2 separate regions of the Danio rerio genome follow, and region 2 is linked to region 1. Evidence: chromatin contacts called from public Micro-C data. All regions are on one chromosome and are shown on one strand. The core of a region is the stretch at or near the end of the contact, and the rest is flanking DNA. Distances in the headings are between cores, read along the strand shown. Region 1 overlaps banp (BTG3 associated nuclear protein). Region 2 overlaps znf469 (zinc finger protein 469).

The links. Hi-C and Micro-C count contacts between places; a contact is called where the count stands out from the background.
Region 2: a contact with region 1 is called in a Micro-C map of caudal fin, with 12 times the contacts expected there. The contact joins two enhancer-like sites. A contact is called at or near these places in 4 of 18 Hi-C or Micro-C datasets (caudal fin, embryo, hematopoietic stem cells and 1 more) and 1 of 4 datasets of contacts at active chromatin or transcription factors (caudal fin).

What each region holds. Positions count from the first base shown.
Region 1 is chr25:32,867,645-32,872,909 of GRCz12tu, reverse strand. It overlaps banp (BTG3 associated nuclear protein), which reads right to left. Exons shown (of 13, transcript NM_001020632.1): 7 at 1-109. Among named protein-coding and RNA genes, the nearest start is that of banp, 16 kb to the right of the region's middle. Within about 2 kb of position 2,784, at least 3 of the 62 cell types and tissues checked have an H3K27ac peak or open chromatin away from gene starts, as enhancers often do. A contact at or near this core is called in caudal fin, where this site is marked.
Region 2 is chr25:33,420,417-33,425,202 of GRCz12tu, reverse strand. It overlaps znf469 (zinc finger protein 469), which reads right to left. Exons shown (of 5, transcript XM_073943275.1): 4 at 1,198-1,265; 5 at 1-1,017. The coding sequence starts at 835. Among named protein-coding and RNA genes, the nearest start is that of dre-mir-135a, 17 kb to the left of the region's middle. Within about 2 kb of position 1,287, at least 2 of the 62 cell types and tissues checked have an H3K27ac peak or open chromatin away from gene starts, as enhancers often do. A contact at or near this core is called in caudal fin, where this site is marked.

The DNA.
Region 1 (5,265 bases), core at 1,535-4,034:
GTGCGGCAGTTAGTGCTGATGTGCAACATGTCGGCTGGAGAAACAGGGCAGCGGACGCGCATCTCAGGGTTGTTTTCATCACCGAGCCACGTTCCTGTTGGATAATCCTCTGTGGAGCAAAGATGAAGATGCACAATAAAATTACTAAGTCCTCTTTTTTCCCAAATATTAACAGTATTTCTGTCTTGACAGGTAGATTGGCACTTCAATAAAATCAAAAAATAAATAAATAAATAAATAAATACATTAATGAATAAATATATACAGTTAAAGTCAAAATAATTAGCCATCCTGTAAACACTTCTTGTCGACACTTTTTAAACAATGGGTTTGATACCTGTTTTTTATAAAATACTTTCTTTGGTCTTTGGCACGATGACAGTAAATATTATTTTTTTTGTTATTTTGCAAGATAACATTTTTTCAAATATCTTAGGGATCATCAAGATGTTTTCTGGCAAAACTGAGACAAGTCTTTATGTTAGTTTTGCTTAGCAGTGGTTTTCGGCTTTAAACCTTTTTTTTTTTTTTTTTTTTACTTATGGTGGAGTCATGAACACTCTTTATGCCTAATTACTTAAAAATATATATGATGTGTTTACTTGGGTTATCTTTGAGTAATGTTTCAATTTATTTGATTAAAATTTGACAAAATTTTAATAAAAAAAAAAAAAGCATACAGTGAACAGATGTTTTTTTTTTTTTTTTTTCCGGTATTATTAATTGTACTTAAATAAACAGTGTTGTTGTTATGATTAAGAAAAACTAATATTGGCAGTAAAAAAAATACGTTTTCTGAAATTGAAACAATAAAATATATAAATATCAAAAGATAAACATAAATCACGGTTCTTGCACATTTTTAAAGTCAAATTTAAGCACTTTTTAGGTGTACAATGTACAAGTGTAGTAAATGGCATAGTCAAACACATAAACATATATCGTCACATTATATCCAATGCTATTTGGTATTATATCCTGTAGTACAGTTATGAATCTAAAGAGTAATTTACCCCAAGCCCAACATTAAAATAATTTATGAGTTCATGAAGTAATTTACTCTCTTAAATGTGAATTGCTTACATCTTAAACATGTAATCTTCCACCTTAAATTTATATTTATTTTAATTTCATGTGTTGTACAAATTATTTCAAGCACTTTATCCTAAATCTAATCAAAATTTTCGAATCTTTTTAAAACAGTAGATTCAAATTTATGTATTTTCAGATTTTTTTAGATGTATTTATCACAGATAAATGGAAATTGCAAATGGCATCTTGACTATTAGCGTAACAAATTTCAACCGCAAGACAGAGAGACAGAACTAAATAAAACATATTTTATATTAATACTTAATTATTAAAAAAAAAAATATATATATATATATATATATATATACACACACACACACACACACACACAAACACATAATATGTTTATATGAATTTTTTTATAGAAAGTTTATTTAAATAGTGTGTATTGTTATATTTTAATGATTTGCTCTGGCTTTTGCATAGTAAGGGGTAAACACACCAAAATTACTTTTCTAATAAATATATAAACCAAATCCCAATAATCTTTATAAATGTAGCAGCTTCAAGAATTACATTTTAAACAGATTTAAGAGTCGGCTTATTTGATTTGAACTATTTCTATCTATAAATGTGACTCTCACAAGGTCTTATTCTGAACTACCGGGGGAATACATGTAACATCAGCCATTGTTTTTAATATCTGTCGACCACTAATTCCAAATATGTGTGGATGGTGTAAGAATATGTCCCTTAACGTCTATGCAGCAGACCTGAGTTCTCAGCACAATCCAAACCAAAAGGCAAGAGTGTCCCCTGGTGGCCATTTTGTATGACCAAACAAATATATTACAAGAACAATACTGCTTAAACTCTTAAATAAAGAGTGTCTTCATTTGATCAGAAAATACAGCTGGAAAAACTCAAGGATGCCTTCTTTTCAATAAATTCTGCTATATTTTTGTCACAGATATAGTTTTGGCCATTTCGGAGACTGAAATATACCAGTTTATTGTGGGATGAATGGGGTTTTCTGTCTCTTGTCAAAGTATGAGAGTAAAATGAGGTTTTAATGAGTAAATTGCCTCTGATGACGTTAAGAATAAAACGTTTTAAAAAATAAGTAATAAAAAAAAAGAACTTTCAGACAGAATGTAGTGGTACATTTATGTATCATATTTGTGTGCTCCTTGTCCTCAAATGTACAAACTGCAATGGTTTCTCTGTCTTAAGGTAAAATTCTGTTCCATAAAATGATTCTGCCCCAGTGACAAGGGTTTGTACCTCCTTTGGTACAACATCGTACCATTTTTTTGAGAGTGCATTCGTTTTTCCTACAATAGAATTTAATTTTTACAAGTTTTCTGCTTTCTTCTGAATATCTTATTCTGTGTTCCAACAGAAGAAAGAAACTCAAGAGTTTGTATATATTGTAAACAGTGAGGACATTTTTATTTTTGAGAGAACTATCCCTTTAAGTGTGCAGTTATTGTTTGGTTATTTTAACAAAACCATTATAATATTAATAAAGGTGATCATTATGTGGTCACTAAAATCGTTATTGCCATTTTATTACATCTCCATTTCTATATTCTTAGTTTTTAAACCTCTGAATACTGATGTAGTGAATCAGCTGTAAACATAATTTGACTTTGATCGTTTTTATCCCTTTGAATCCATCAATCACAGACAGCTGTACAACACGGCCATGTTTGTTTTTAAATAAAAAAGGTCACATGACAAAAAATGACAGCTTGTGAGATGAAAGAGCTGACACGCGTCAGCGCCACTCCCTCACATCAAAACAGCGAACAAGGTTATAGCAAAGGGGAAAACAATCCAAACAAACAAAAGCAAAGCCTTTTAAGAACCAAATGTACCATTCGTTGACTAAATATCATCACGAACAGCTGTGAACAGAGCGAATATTTGTGGAGGAACGTCTTTGAACTAACCGAGCTAACCCAGACGCCACACAAAAAGCAAACCAGTCAAATAATAAGAAAAGCAAAAGCAGAAGTTAAGCAATCAAAACAAACCCTTTAATCCCAGGCCTCCCCCAGACCAAAGACCCATCGCTGAATCACATAAGACCAGACGGTTTACACAACACTATTGTTATTGATGTAGCAAGCTGTTTTAATCATGTCCAGGGAGAACTAGCGGATAGCCAAAACATGTTTATATTATTACTCGAATGTTTCTTTAGTTGAGTATACTTTGATTTCAATAACCAGGGCCTGTTCACACTGTTAAGATTTTAAGCTCGTTTACTGCTACATTTCTATGCTTAAATGTTGCGAAGCAGATCAAACACATGTGAGCCATAAACATACTATTATCTTATTTGTGCAGATTTATTTCAGATATTGCCGTGTCTTCAAACCTTTTCTGTACACAATCGAATTCTTCGCTCTTCTTGTGAGGCCATGCTCAATTCAAAACAAATGGATCCCGATGACAAAAAAATAATTTCCTTTAAAGATGCTATAAAGTCAAAATTGGAGTTTTTATTGTGGCTTTTAGTTGATGTGTGTTGGCGTTGAGGAAGATTATTTGCGAGTGCACTTTTTAATGTTGACAAAATTAGCTTTTAGTAGATGCAAAATTTATGATGGTTCTCTTTTGGAAAACAAATAAAGTTGATGACTAATCCTGCACTGCACCATTTCTTGATCCAATCAAATGTACTGCATTAAAGCTAATTCATAAAGCTATCTTTTCCTTGTTAAAAGGAGTTTTTGTCATAACCATCCACAGAAGAAAAGCGTGAAATTACAATTTTAGACATGCTTTCTGATACTGTAACGTCGTGACTGAACAAGAGCACAAACAAGAATGACAATAACCGCCTCAGGTACTGATTATGTGCTGTATTCAGGCTAATGGTCCGTTTCCACTGAGTGGTACAGTTCGGTTCGGTTTGTTATGCTTTTTATGGCCATTTCCACTGTCAAAAGGCGTACCGAACCAAACAGTACCCTTTCGAAAGGGTCCCAAACACAAGAAAAAGGCGGAGCTAGACGTGCAGCTGAACGCTATTGGTTTACAGAGATACGTCATTCGCTTACGCAACAACACCGAATGTAAACAAAGGACCTGCCATGTTTGAAATACACAGCGAAAGATTACTTGTTCTTCAATATCTGAAATAACTAACTTCTTGACCTCATGATAATAATAGTGTGCGCTTGATTATTGACAAGCTTTGGAAACCCGATCCTGATGATAAACGCGAGAATGACACATTCAGAAAGAAAAGGACAAACGCGAGAATGGAGCGCGGAAAAAAAAACGTGGAAAGCCAAGGAGCACGTTTTATTCTTCAGCAAACGTGAACAAACTGCCTTGTTTTAATTTTTAGCATCACCTTTTGGACTAATATGAACTGGGAATGATGGAATGACTCTCTAACAGAGGCTACATGTGCTGCTAAAGATTACAGACACAGATGATGAGAGGTTTTCAATGACTGTAGGCTATACTTTGTGTTGTTTTGAACCTAATTAAGGACGAAATGTATGTTGTGTGTACTTTTTCTGTAGTTGGTAACATATCGGGGACTGTAAGGGGCTGTATGTGTTCATATGTGTTCATTTGTTCATTTGAAACGAGCCACTAAAGCAGACCCCCTAAAATATGGCACCAATTTAGACAAGCTTTATCATTTACAGATCTCTCAATCCAGACCCCTATTATGAGAAATCATGTTTACTCCTTTGATTGCAGATGCTACATTTAATTGCTGGATAGAAAAAGGACTCATCACACTGAACGATTTATGTAGCGATACCAATTTCATGTCCTTCGACCAAATAAGAACAAAATACAATATCCTCAAAACACATTTCTTTAGATATTTACCGATCCGCAGTTTTATGATTTCTAATACAGTAGACTTTCCAACTTTACCTAGAGAAACATTACTTGACACCATTTTAAAAACCAACCCAGTTCTCAAAGGTATTATAGGTGTGATTTACTCTTTTATCTCCTCACAAAATCTAACTTCAGTACAAAGTCGAAACAATTAAAAAATGAACTTGAGTTGATTCCCTCAAAGGAAATTTGGCAAGACATTATATTTTATTATTATATTTATTGTATTTTAGGTGTATTACGGTAGGGGAAATCGTGAGTGAGGAAGCTGATCTCAGAAGCTCCAGGGAGTGAAATCTAAGAGAAATTAAGATTGTGAATAAAAATAAGAGTTATAAAACCTTCCTTTGGCTT
Region 2 (4,786 bases), core at 38-2,537, 550 kb before region 1:
CAAGGTTGTTTGACTTTTGTGAAGAAATGCCAAAACTAGTGTTTCTGAAAGTCCTCTCTGAAGAGTGCCATGTGTCTGTCTCATTCAGGTGAAAGTCGGGGAATAAAGTTTCGTTGATGACAGGTTGTGTGTTGTTGCTATCTGTTGAGCTGGGCTTCTGTTGCTGTTGTTGTGAAGCAGATGGTGGATTCTGGTGAGTTGGTCCTACAGAGGTGGTGCCTGCAGACTGTGAGGTATAGCTTTGGGAAGTAAGGTTAGGTGAGCCCTCCTGGAAACATCTAAACTGTAGTTCTTCCTGCTGTAGTTCAGCCTCTCGCTCTGGAATACTTGGCACATGGAAGCGGTAGCTGCCTGAGACTGGACCCCTGTTGGACTCAAGCTTCTTTGGAGGTGAGACCTTCTGCTGGGGATAGGCTATCCCAATTGTGGGATTTGAGCGTTGGTTTGTAATACTTAGTCTGTATAACTGCTGCGGGCTGCCACGTTCTCCTTTCCCCGACTTTCTAGTCTTGTCTCTATTGCGATTCTTCCCATTAGGAGACTGAGGGCTGTCCTTGCTGCTGGGCCACGTTCTGTTGCTACTGAACGAATGGTTCTGCAGTGACTTAAAATCAATCTTTCCAGCCTGCTGTGGTCGAATCACAGCCTCCCGTTGTTGCGTGTTGTCCCTCTCTTTTTCAGTAAACTTAGCAAGATTGTTCACAGCCTGTGGCGCCAGACTCACATTTTGAAAGTGCTCAGGGGACTTTTTTTGCTCCACGGCCCCCTTCTCCTTTTTTTTAGATTCATTATCCAGGTCTTTGGCAGCCAAGGACTGTTTAGTCTCTTCAGTCATGATGCTGGTGAGGCGAGTTCAGCACACTGGTCCTTATCTGTACAGGCTGTGACATGGACACATTATGTTCCAGTCAAAATCAATAGGCCTGCAGTAACAGAAGCTTGAAGCACAGTATTATTCCCTCTCTCTCATCTGTTCATTTCCTTGATGATGAAATGTTCATCTGCCATTGTTGTGTTCTGAAAATAGAAATAAGATACAAAAAGTTCAGTTATCACTTTAGTGTTGCATTTGTTCAAAACCATTTGAAAAATAAAGCTACAGAAATTTGGTGTCACATATTGGAAATGATTAATTATTCAACCACAATAAATAAAACATGCAACTGTTGTTATAAATATATTAAAGCAGAGGCTCACCTGGGATGGTTAATGTTTATTGTGTAGCACTGGGATCTAGACTTCAGACCCACAACTCCACGTTTCACCTGAAGAGGGCAGAATTGCATTAGTTTTTGGTAAATATGAAAACCCAAACACTCACATAAATTAAAAAGAAAGAGTTCATGGAACTGTAATCCCAATGCACCACACTAGATAATATTCACAAAGACTTCAGTTTAAAGACTCATTGTGTAAAACCTTTGTGTGCTTTATATTCAGGGTAACTTTGGCTTAATGTTTTGCTTGTGGCCAGACTATAAGCAGCTGAAAGTTTGACAGCAGTGTGTTTTTACTTGGCTTGGAAAATGTGTGCATTTTGCTTTCAACTGTGTATTTTTAGCAGATGACCATCGAAAAAGTTACATGGAGAGATTTTAGGAGTGATTTCTGCCTCCAGAGCATTTTGATAAATGGATGGATAGATAAACATGGATGAAAACATGGCCCTTTTTCTCTCATTTAATCTAATCATGATTTACAGTTTCATGTGAAGCACATGACCTAGCATCCATATTGGCATGGCCTACAGTAAGTCTCTCTGTGTGTGTGTATATATATAAGTATAAAATATATATTTTGTATATATATTTTTCAGATAGGGGCTTCAACTCGCATAAGATAAAAAATAAAAATAAAAAAACTTTAAGGGAATTGTGTAATCTTTCTTGACAACTATTTACTCCTATCATCTTCACTGAGAGTGCATTACCTCTGGCCTCTAAGACAGAGTTCTTCCACAATCACTGTTTATCCTGTCAAATTGAATAGGCTCTGTATATGCGTTGCAATCAACCTGTGCTTCCTTGATATGGCCACAGGCTACAGAACTGGGCTTATCTTTTGATAAAATGGCCAGGTATGAGAACTCTGTTATGACTTGTTTTAAAGCATATGAACTACACATTATGTTTCCTTTAAAGCAAATGAGGCATTTTGACAGATGGGCAATTCATAATGTTGAGTGTACAGTGAATATCTCACTGGTAAAGTATGAATGATAAGGGTGTGGCACAAAATACCTGGCCCAATAACAGAGCCCTGAGGCATTCAGAAAAAAAAAAAAAAAAAAAAAAGAGTATTATATATATATATATATATATATATATATATATATATATATATATATATATGCTCCCTGAATTATTTTTATACGCACACGCACTCGCACACGCACACACACGCACAGTTGAAGTTAGAATTATTAGCCACCCCCTGAATTATTAGCCGGCCTGTTTATTTTTTACCCCCCAATATCAGTTTAATGTAGAGAAGTGTTTTTTCCAACACATTTCTATGTCATAATAGTTTTAATAACTCATCTCTAATACCTGATTTATTTTGTCTTTGCCATGATGACATAAAATAACATTTTACTAGATATTTTTCAAGACACTTCAATACAGCTTAAAGTGAAATTTAAAGGCTTAACTAGGTTAATTAGGTTAACTAGGCAAGTTAGAGTAAATAGGCAAGTTATTGTATAACCATGGTTTGTTCTGTAGACTATCGAAAAAAAAAGTAGCTTAAAGGAGCTAATAATTTTGACGTTAAAATGTTTTTTCAAAAATTAAAAACTGCTTTTATTCTAGCCGAAATAAAACAAACAAGACTTGCTCCAGACGAAAAAAAAATATTATATACACACAGTGCTCGGCATAACTGAGTACCCCCCATTTTGAAAGTTAATATTTTATCCATTTTTCAGTGAATATAGGTCATATATTTTGGTTCATTTGAATAAAACCGGGTGACGCAGTGGCACAGTAGGTAGTGCTGTCGCCTCACAGCAAGAAGGTCACTGAGTCGCAGGTTCGAACCTCGGCTGGGTCAGTTGGCGTTTCTGTTTGGAGTTTGCATGTTCCCCCTGCGTTTTCGTGGGTTTCCTCCGGGTGCTCCGGTTTCCCCCACAGTCCAAAGACATGCGGTACAGGTGAATTTTAGTAGGCTAAATTGTCCGTAGTGTATGAGTGTTTGTGTGGATGTTTCCCAGAGATGGGTTGTGGCTGGAAGGGCATCCGCTGCATAAAAATGTGCTGGATAAGTTGGCGGTTCATTCCGCTGTGGCGACTCCAGATTAATAAGGACTAAGCTGACAAGAAAATGAATGAATGAATGAATAAAACCGATTTATTAAACAGATATATTTATTCAAATAATATTTTAGTCATCAAACATCTTTAGAAATAGAAAGATAATGCAATTGAGTTCATGCAAATTTTGTAAGTTTGTAAGAAAATGATTTCTTTTAATTTTTGCTTTTTTTTTTTTTTTTAACCAAAAATAACAATATTTTTCCCTAACACATAAACTTGGGCTACTAATTTTTGGACCGTTATCGCAAGTTATCTAATGTATATGCACAATTAGAATATTTTAACACTTCCTATAGAAACGCACACACACACACACACACACACACACACACTGGAAAGAAATGATAGACCACATAATTCAATATCTCCACTTTTTCAGTTTTCTTTCTCTTGCCCAAGCATTTCAGTATCTGCTATTTTATAAGTAAGAGGTATTTTTAAGAATATTGAAGATGGTAAAAGAGTGAAGCTGATCAAATTAGACGCAGCTGCAAATCCTTTAAACAACTGTGACTGTTCTGCAGTTTTAGCTGCTTGAGAACTGTCTTTTCCTCCGGCTATAGCAGACAGTCTAAATAGCTCAGAATTACCATAACGTTCCCCACGTTGACACAAAAAAGATAGACATGTTTGTCTTAACGATAAGAATGAAAATTTCAGTTCTGTGCCTCAACTTTAATTCTTAAACTGAACAGTGTGCATTTTCTTCAAGATCTCTTTTTATTGCCATGCTTAAAGGCATTATAGTTTCCATTCTGAAATCCACCTGGCTCTGGTATTTAACAGGTTGGTCTGCAGTCTAAGCTTTGCCTGGGTTTGGATATAACTGTGAAAAGTCACATCCCCCCTCCAGCTCCTGTCATAGTCAAAGCGAGTGTGTCTGTTGGTCTCCCTGCAGCCTGAAGGATGACTCAACTCCACTCGACTGCTGGGAGCACCCTGCAGTGGCAAAGCTTGATCTGGCCGGGAGCCATACATCACGTCTCTTTCTGTGTTTGCCCAGGCCGGCCAGCCCCCTGGAAAGGCCGCAGAGGGGAACACAAGCTGACTGTGACAACAAAGACCGCAGTTGCAGGAATCGCAGGAGCCTACTAGAAGTATCACCAAAGCCAGAGCTGTCAGCGTACAAAGAAGCCAGGGTCATTTATGTCCTCGCGACTGTCAGCTTGACTTCCCCACCCCTATCTCCACTCTCCCAGTGCACACCGCACGCATGACCATGAATTAATGCCATCATCCGTACCCTATTTTAAGTGAGCTCTCTGGTTAGCCAGATTTACACTCGTGAAAAAAAGTCGGTTTAGTAGAACTTGGCCTGGAAATAAAGAGCGCCTGTCACACACTTCATTACAAAGTATGACTTGATATCAAATCCTGTGAGAGCTGTCTGAAAATGGCTCCATAAAACAGCATTTTAGGCAGTTTTATAAGTCAATTAAGGCAAGCTTGTGTGTTCCACAGCCCGGGTGTCA